Regions from separate parts of the Oryctolagus cuniculus genome. Here region 2 is linked to region 1. A link is a contact called in public Hi-C data. All regions are on one chromosome and are shown on one strand. Each heading gives the region's core, a stretch centred on a gene start, on an enhancer-like site or on the middle of the called end of the contact. The rest is flanking DNA. Distances are from core to core; before and after follow the strand shown.

Region 1 (4,865 bases), core at 524-3,023:
CTTTTACTACTCTTAGGATCAGTGTGTTTTCAGAGGTCACGGTTTTGGGAATATTATTTTGAACCTTGGAGAGACAGGATCAAACTTTCAGCCTATGAATTCCAAGAGCCACAAGGTATATCAGAAGGACAAGGAAGAGAGAAGGTTAATGATGTGGAAGGTGACTAGATAGATGGCTCTGCCATGCAAGACATACATGCCACAGGCAGAGCTTATGTGTCCCTATCAGAGTTCAGCCAGAAGAGAAGCCTCTCCAGGTATTTCAGACTGATAATGCTGGGAATCAGAGGTTAGCCCCGCCACTGGATGGACCGAGAGAATGAAAATCAAAAGCTCATTTTTAAGAAATCAGGAAGTCACCCCAAATAACCTCTCACCTCCAGCACCAAAGCACAGGATGCAAAAGGGTCTTCTACACTGTCACAGTAACAGGTGAGTTGTCACAGTGGGCAGTACGGCTCTTCCTAGATGTCATTCTGACACTAGAATTACTAGCAAAGACTTGACTATGCACAGAAGTATCTCTAAATCACACACATAGATTCCACTGAAGCTAAACCAAATGTGTCCCCAATTCAACTTCCCCTTACCCACCCAAGCTACTCCTGACCACTTGAATTCCCTGATAAGATGGCAGAAGGGAGACCAGAGTGCAGTGACACAGTGGCCTTAACTAACTGTGATGTTAAGTTTCTCACTTTTGCCACTTTTACAAAAGCATCTGACCCTCTGCACACATTGCAAGGATCCCTCCCATCAAAGGCCTTAGACAGGGCTCTACCTGGGAGGGCTCCTGAAACTTAACCTTCTCGTGGAAAGTTAGCCTTTGCCTACAATAGAAGCAACTTACTCTCATGGCCAAAGAGCTAATTCTGTCATAGGAAGGGGAGTCGGGCCGGTGCAGAAGGTTCCCTTAGGAATTGTTTGTGGCAAGAATATTTTATTCAACTTGGAAGTTGCTAATAACACTACTGCATGGTTTATAAATTAAAATAAATTTGAATTAGTAGATATCTACCTATTTTTGTAGTCTTTACATACTGACTTTCAAATCACTCCCTTTTAAAGCAATAGGTCTCAAACTCATTCTTTCAACAAAAGTTTATTGAGGGCACCATGCTGAACTTGAATCATGAAGAACGTACACACAGACCCTGGCTGTGGGGCCCCTCAGGGGAGAAGATGCGTCATCTCGAGGATAATCAGCCCAGCCCATCATAAAATTACAAGACTAGACAAGAGAAGCTCAGGGTCCCACTGAGATAGGACAAGGCATCCTAATCTCGTGGGAGTGACAGGAGATCTGAAGGATCTGAAGGATTTATTTCTTCCAAGAATATATTATGAGTGCCTACTCTCGTGCTAAGTGCCAAGGAAATGATGAGGAAAGCTTCAGAGGCCTTGCCCTCCCAGCACCGTCTCCTGGAGGAGACATTAGTCTCAGTGTCAGATTACATCTGTCTGCAAATTACAGTCTGGTGATGGCCTTCTGAAAGGGGCACACAGGTGCATATTTGGATGTATGCCAACAGGGTTGAGGCAGGAGGTTCAGGCTTTCTGAAGGGGCCACTGTGCACTGACATCCAGGGGTGGCATGAACTGGTAGATGAGAAGACAGAAGGGCTTCTGGGAGCATGAGCAGAGGCTCAGGCACGGGAGAGAGCATACAGCAAGGAGAAAAAGACAAAAAGAGACCTGCGAGGCTGGGGTGGCTCCAGAGTACAGCTACATGGGGCCAACAGCCAGATAAATGGGAATGGTTGGTATGCCTAAGGCCGACGGGGCCCCAGAAATGAGAGCAACCAAGCCACGTGGCCTGATTGGCATCTAAAAGGATCGCTCTGGCAGCAGCGAGAATATTGGATTACAAGGGTTGCTTTGGCAGGAACTGCATCCTAATTACTTCCCTCTTTCTCACTTTCCTTTCCGGTGGCCACAGAGATCTAAATAAATGCATGCCAGATACACAGTTCAAAGCATGCCAAAAACAAGGGGCTGTGCAGCTCAGAGAAGCACACACTGCGAGCAGTCAGGTAGCCACCGACGAGTTCTCCCTCTGCCTCCAATTAGCTGGCAGTCCCTGGCAGGTCACTCTCCCTCTAAAACTCACCCCACCTCCCCAGTTCATAAGATGGGGACAACAATGCCTGCTCCCCAGAGTTGTGTGAGCAACAGGAAGGGTGTGGGCCAGTTCCCTGACGTTTGGCAGAACTCAGTTACTTTGGGAAGTAACTGCAATGTCGTCAAGCCAGAGGAAGATTCCTAACCAAAAGCTATCCTAGCAAGAGCACTGGGAAGAGAGTGCAGTCTCTTCTAGTTAAAAAAAAAAACAGACATGTATGTGTATATGTCATATATTTACATAAGTACTCTGTGTTTTATAGATAGTTGTCTAATGAGATTTTCCTAATACTGGTGCTGGAAAACAGCTTTATATTAGTATATGATTAAAACAAATACCTACATACAATGAAGTTTAAAATTGTCTCAATAAATTATACTGTATACAAGATGTTCTATATTTGGTCTGTACCTGCATGCAGTTATTACCTGGAGAATCTTGACCCATTCGTTAGCCTCTCCATCTCCCAGAGACTAAATGACACTAGCATTTCAAGAATGATTTTATTTATTCAGTCTCTCCAGCTCTTACTGGGAGCCTGACACTCAGTAGGAGGTGCTCAGTAAATACTGACAGAAGAGAAAAATAGATAAAGAATGAATGAAAAAAAATTATGAATCCAGCAGCTTTATTTCATGAACCCAGATTAAGATACTTGTCTGTTTTATTGAACATCACTGTCTTAGAGAGAACTTGGCAGGGAATATTTGAAATGCAGACTGTCCTAGAAAATTCAGGACATGTGATCAGCATGGATCCTCAAATAGCTGAACATCTTTTAAAGAAGCTACAACAAGGAGCTATAACCAGTTGTACTGTGGGCTTGTGTTACACTTATTTTTGAGCACAAAAATTGTTCCAAGTCCTTCGTTCACAGAAGAAGGAACAATCTAGGCAATTTTAAAGGACTTTTGTTTAGCCATTGACACAAGGACTCAGGATCAGCTTTTCTCTTATCTCCCTCACTATAATTAGCCGCCCTGATCAGACCTCTGCGGGCACAAAAAGAGCAAGTGAGACAGCCATACATTTTGTTTGTCAAGCCCAGCTGAGCCTAGCTCAACAGAGTGTCAATTCAAGAGAGGGGAATAAAATATGCAGCAAAGTTGGGAGACTGGAAACAAAGAATCCAGTATGACAACTTACAGGAGAGCTAAACAAGCATTCAAATTAGCAAGAAGAAGGTAAAAAGCCTCAAGAACCAAGAAAAGAGACAAGCTAAAGGGAAGAGGTTGGGAGGAGATGAAATGTCAATTAAGATAGCTAAGATTTTATCATAACAGTATTCTTCAAAGCCAGATTTATTGAAGTGTATTTCATATACAATAAATTTTATCCTTTCAGTGTATAGTTCTATAGATTTTAACCATAGCATACAGTTGTGTAGTTACCATCACAATCACAACATAGGATAATTTAATTATCTCAAAATTCTCTTCTGCCCTTTTGTAAACAACCTGTCCTTCACCCAAAGCTCGTGGTAACCACTGTTCTGTTTTCTGTCCTACCTAAAAGGAATTTAACGGCAGAATTTCAAATGGGGAAAATAAAGCACCAGAATTTTTCCTCCAACACCCACCCACTTCCTGTACTATTTAACAGAATCATTTAGTGAACTTGGATGAGGGGTCTTCAAAAAGTTCCTGGAAATGAGTATTATGAAAAAACTATGAATGGGCCGGCGCTGCAGCTCACTAGGCTAATCCTCCGCCTTGAGGTGCCGGCACCCCAGGTTCTAGTCCCGGTCGGGGCGCCGGATTCTGTCCCGCTTGCCCCTCTTCCAGGCCAGCTCTCTGCTGTGGCCCGGGAAGGCAGTGGAGGATGGCCCAAGTCCTTGAGCCCTGCACCCCATGGGAGACCAGGAGAAGCACCTGGCTCCTGCCTTCGGATCAGCGCGGTGCGCCAGCCGCAGTGCACTGGCCGTGGCGGCCATTGGAGGGTGAACCAATGGCAAAAGGAAGACCTTTCTTTCTCTCTGTCTCTCTCTCTCACTGTCCACTCTGCCTGTCAAAAAAAAAAAAAAAAACTATAAATGGATTTCAAAACATTTGCAATAAATAAACATGTTTTAATTTAATTTCCATGAAATTCTTGAAGATTTATTTATTCATTGAAAAGGCAGAATGAGAGAGAGAGAGAAAGAAAGAAATATTCCATCCACTGGTTTAGTCTTCCCAAATGATAATAGCCAGGTCTGGGCCAGGCCAAAGCCAGAGGCCAGCAACTCCATCCTGGAGTTGGCAGGGGCTCAAGTACTTGGGCCATCTTCCACTGCCCTCCAAGGTACATTAGCAGGAAGCTAGATTGGAAGCAGAGCAACCAGAACTTGAACTAGCACTCTAATATGGGATGCCAGCATCACAAGTGGTGACTTAACCTGCTGTACCACACTGTTGACACCCCCCCACCGCCATGAACTTTTTGAAGTCTGTTTACATTTATTAAAGTTCTATTATATGTCAAGGATTTTTTGCATACACTGTCTTTTATTTTTACAGCTTGACCCTGAGGGAGGCATTATTTCCTCTTTCCAGAAGAGAAATAATACTCAGAATTTGACAGGGGGTGGGCCTTTGGTCTAGAAGTTAAAGTGTCACTTGGGATGCCTGTATTCTATATCTGAGTGCCTGGGTTTGAGTCCTGGTCCCTCTCCTGACTCCAACTTCCTGCAAATGCACATCTATGGAAGGCACATGTGATGGCTCAAGTGTTTGGGTCCTTGCCACCCAAGTGAGAGACACAG
Region 2 (4,773 bases), core at 1,500-3,999, 57 kb after region 1:
AGAAACAAATCTCTTCACCTGAGGTCTCATATGTTGGAAAAATATGAGTTCTCTGAACCTTCTCTCAGGCCCATACATTTTCAAAATCTTAAGCAAAATCACTTCACTTCTCTGAACTCTGGTTTTCTCATTTAATAAATATTTAATAAAATTATTATATGGATTAAATCAGATTGATGTGAAATGGATATGAAAAATTTTATATTGAGGTCAACTACCAGATTATTATAGGTGATCCTGGTTGTCCTACTAAAGCTAGAATGTTGGTCTATACTTAATCATAGACAATTACTAATACAAGAATATATTATATTACATAGCTGACAAAGCACATTCACCTAAAAAATACTTGCATTTCTGCATTTTCAGAAACTAAGATTTATTTTAATCTATTCAGATATGAAGTCTGGCTTTGTAAAAAAAAAAAAAAAAAGAGTTAACTTATTTTGTACTTATTTGAAAGGCTGAGAGACAGAGAGCTCCCATCCAGTGGTTCACTCTCCAAGTGCCTGTGACAGCTAGGGTTAGGTCAGTCCAAAGCCAGGAACCAGGAACTCCATTCAGGACTCCCATATGTGCGGCAGGGCCCAATTATTTCAGCCGTCACCTACTGCCTCCCAGTGTCTACGGTACCTGGACTCGAGCCAAAACTTAAACCCAGGTACTCCAATATGAGATGGGGGTATCTGAAGCAGCATCCTAACCACTGTGCCAAGTGCCCCCCGAAGTCTGGGCATTTTGAGAAAATTGTCAATGAAGGAAACATTAAGTAGCTAAGTGTCTGAGTTTTGGAAAACTAATAGTCACTGATCATTTACACAGTTGCACTGAACAAACAGTATGTGCTAGTGCAGCAGTTCTCAAACTTTTGGTCTCGGGATGGGAGGCAAAGATTGTCTTCTTTATAGACTATCATACTATATTAATAATAACATTTGGTTTTATTTATATCTTAAATGGATCTACATGCAGGTAACATTTATTAAGCATTTACTACACACTGGGCACATGTATTATTTTCTTTAAGACACACACAAAACTCATTAGAAGTATTATTTCCTTTTACAGATGAGGAAACTGGATCCCAAAAATGTTAAGTAACTTATTCTTGATCACATGTCAAATAAATGATGAGCAGAGATTGCACCCTGGCACCCTGGCAATCTAACTCCAGAGGCCCTGTGTATCCTCCCTGCTGCAATGTGGTTTTGTTTGTTTTTAGTAATAAAATTTACCAAAGTAAAATGCTCCTTTGAAATTCTGGAAATTTAAAACAGACTTTATGAGCAACTTAGTAAAAATACAAACTTATTAACACATCAAAATAAGTTATGTTAGGAAAAATGTTCTTCCTTTAAAAATTATTTGGAAATATTTATTATAATAACAATTCAGCATCCATGTACCTTCCACATAGTTTTAACAAATCTTAACACTTTACCACATTTTCTGCACATGCTTTAGGTAGAAAAGAACACATTATAGATACAACTGAACCCTCCCTGTTACATTCCTTTCTCTTCTTCTCTGCAAGTAACCATTATTCTGAATTTGTTCCCTATCATTTCCTTAAACGACATTGACCTCACGTTATGTTTAAACTTTTATTTATGATATACCATACCCCCTTCTGCAACTTGTACCCTCCATATTATGTTAATTATTAATTCTCTCTCTATTTATATTAGTAACTTTAGTTCATTGCTTTCATTTAGTATTGTAACTTTGTCCAACAATGTAACTTATTCATTCACCCTATTAGTGGACACTTATTGTTTTATTAATATAAACTACGCCGCTAGGAACACTTGCGTATAACTTTGTATATGTATGTATATAAAACTCCCTTATAGTGTAACAGGAAAGCTCATTCACGTTCATGAACTACACCAGGAAGAGGGCCATCAGCTTCAAGAAAGGTACAGAAAACCCTGCCTGTGCCCCTGGGACACAGTGAGTGACTTTCACTAGGATGCACCTGGGAAGGCTCCAACAGGTACGGATACTCCCCGCTCCAGTACAAGATAACAGGTTAACCCCCGTGACTCTTCACGGGGTAACCCAAGTTTCGCGGCGTGTCCATTCATTTCCTCAACTACGGTGTGAGCTCACCGAGGACAGAGGCGGGCACATCAAAGTGACCCAACACCAGCGGGAGTCCGCAGTGGAGGCTGCGGCAGCCTTCCTCTGGGCTGTGCCAGGCCGCCAGCAAGTGACAGCGCCAGGAAATTTAGGGGCAACCAGGGAGGCCTACTCTCACTCTCCACCCCAAAAGTCAAGGAAGCCGAGGCAGCGGGGATAGATGCGGGTACAGACACCTGCCCCGAAGTGCCTCTTTTCACAAAACCACCGCAGGTCGGCAGCTCTTAGTTGGGGCGCGGATGCGGTCCCCGCCCTGAGGGAAGTCTCCCCGTCTGGCTCTTCCAGCAGCGCCTCTTTGCCTTACGCCAATTCCGTAAAGAGGCGCTGAGGCCAACCCGGCGGCTCCCGCAGCTCCAAAACCTGACGTGAAACTACGCGGGGCGGCCCTGGTGGCGGCCATCTTTAATCCGGGCAAGACCCCACCCTCGTACCGCACCGACCCCTCCCTCTAAGCGTCCCCAGAATTTTCAGCGGGAAATGTGACATGATTAACCTTAAGAATCAGTGTCGAAAAAATACGCCTCGACTATCCTTGACCCCGGGACAGGGTTGCCAAATCCGGCCAATTGAAACATGGCGGCCAAACCCGAGCAGCAACACGGCGCTGACGCCAATGAAGTCATGCTCGAAATGGAGCAAAGCGGCGGGGCAGCGGTGGAGCTGATCTCGCGAGATCGAAGCCTGTCTCGGCTCAGCCCGGAAGCCTCGTCCGAGGAGGCGGGCGGCGGAGGAGGGAGCGGAGTAGGGCGAGAGCCAGTGGAGGAGTCCGCCTGCTGTCGCGTGCGTAAGCAGGGCAGCGACGCCGAGCGGCTACGCCGCGAATTCTGCGTAGGCGGCTTTGGAGAATCGGCGGGCTGCGCTGCGCCGGGGCTGGTCGCGGAGGGGGGAGGGGATGTCGCTCAGTGCGAGATCCGCTGCTGCTGAGGAGAGGAGCGTCAACAGCAGCACCATGGGTGAGTCTCAGCTTTGGGCCGCCACGACTCGCGGTCTGCTGCTCCGGACGCCGAGGGGGCATCGCGGCCGCTGGCTCGGGCCGGGGGAACGCCCTGGGGCGAGGCGGGGGGCACTGGTGAGGGGAGAAGGGGTGGGGGGCGACGGCGGGCCCGGGGCGCGGCGGCGGCGGGCCCGGGGGGAGGGGAGGCGGCGGCGGTGACAGTTTGAATTGAACGTGAGGAGAGCCGAGGCGGCGGCATTTCCTGTGCCGCGGCGGGCGGGCCCGGGGCGCGGGGAGAGCGGAGCCGCGGCCTCCGCGCTCGGAGCAGCCCGAGGGGGTCGCCTTCGCAGAGCCCTTTTGCCTCCCTCGGCTCCTCCCGGGCCCGCTGGCCCCCGCGGCCCTGCGTCCTCACGTCGCGGGCCGCAGCACCCTCGGCGGCGGTCTCCTGGCCGGGGAGCGGGCCCGGCGGCGAGGGTGGGGATGTGTGCGCGCCGGGGCGCGGGTGCCGAGTGGGCCGGCCCAGGAGGGCGGCGGCGGAGGGAGGAAGAAGGATGCACCAGGCTGGGGCTGCGGTGGAGGCGGCGGCCGCTGCAGCTCCAGCAGCCCGCGTCGCTGGCTCGCCTTCCCCTCCCCGCCTCTGGGGTTGCCTTTCCCCTGGCGCTGCCGGAGGGCCGGTGGAGGGCGGGCAGGTCTTGTGGACCAAGGATCGGAAGCTTGGTTTGGGATTTGGGCATAATTTTTAGGAAAAGGGAGAAGAGAATGTCTGGGAAGGGCGCCCTCCGGAGGAGGTGGAAAGGATGGGAAGGGTCCCTGGGAAAGGGAGGAAGCGGGGCTACAGACTGGTAAAGTTTAAGAAAATTAATTTTTGAGTCTACTTTAAGTATTCTTAGTTATTCTCCTAAGAAGTCCTTCATTTCCTTTCCTCCCCCACATATTGGAAAAAGAGCAGACCAATTCATTCACATTTTCCACTCCCGAGTTCCATTTCATACTCCATAATATGAAATGAGCAACCCATTTGCTAAGTTACTTTTTCAGAGTACAGTTTCAAATCTGGTTTTCATAGTCGTGGGGAAAGACTTTGTGTTGTCCAGGTGTTTGCTTAGTTACAGAAATAATAACTTATTATTTACATTCTTGCCAGTTTATTGCCAGTTTAACAGTTATTTCTTTTGGCTTTGTTATTTGAAATGAAAGAATATCTTCCTGAGTGCCCTTTAGAATATAAATGAACAGACAGTCTGGATACACAAGCATTTCACTTGTTTCACATATTTTCCGACCTGCAGGTGATGTGTATAGTCTGTTGTTTTTCCCCCTAAAGTTTATGCTCAAGTTGGGTTTAAGTGTAAAGGTAGCCATGACATTCATGGAATTCTCATAGGCTGAAGGATGGGCAGGAACAGTTTCTGTGTCAGTGCTGCCTGGATTCCTTTTCTTTTAACAGCAAGGGAAGGAGGCAAGAGGTGGTGTGATGGGGCGGTGGCAGAGGGTGGGCAGGACACAATCTTTCATCCCACCCAGCTGTTCAGTGGGTGGGGCTAGAGGAGGTAGGGTTGAGTGGAGCTATGACATAAATGTGGAAGGCATTTGGTACACAACTATGAAAGTATGAAAGGTAATATTATCAATAGAGTGTTTTAAAAGTTTGTTATAAAATTTATTATTTTGGATTTGTGCATTTTCCTGTATAGAAG

Evidence for each region. Hi-C and Micro-C count contacts between places; a contact is called where the count stands out from the background.
Region 2: a contact with region 1 is called in a Hi-C map of psoas muscle, with 2.3 times the contacts expected there. The contact joins the promoter of HERPUD2 here to the enhancer-like site in region 1. A contact is called at or near these places in 3 of 6 Hi-C or Micro-C datasets (psoas muscle, skin fibroblasts and an unstated tissue).

What each region holds. Positions count from the first base shown.
Region 1 is chr16:26,345,643-26,350,507 of mOryCun1.1, forward strand. The region is part of intron 2 of HERPUD2 (HERPUD family member 2); the gene reads right to left. Among named protein-coding and RNA genes, the nearest start is that of HERPUD2, 56 kb to the right of the region's middle. Within about 2 kb of position 1,774, at least 4 of the 8 cell types and tissues checked have an H3K27ac peak or open chromatin away from gene starts, as enhancers often do.
Region 2 is chr16:26,401,325-26,406,097 of mOryCun1.1, forward strand. It overlaps HERPUD2 (HERPUD family member 2), which reads right to left and starts at 2,750. Exons shown (of 10, transcript XM_008261633.4): 1 at 2,636-2,750. It overlaps SEPTIN7 (septin 7), which reads left to right and starts at 2,818. Exons shown (of 12, transcript XM_070059718.1): 1 at 2,818-3,095.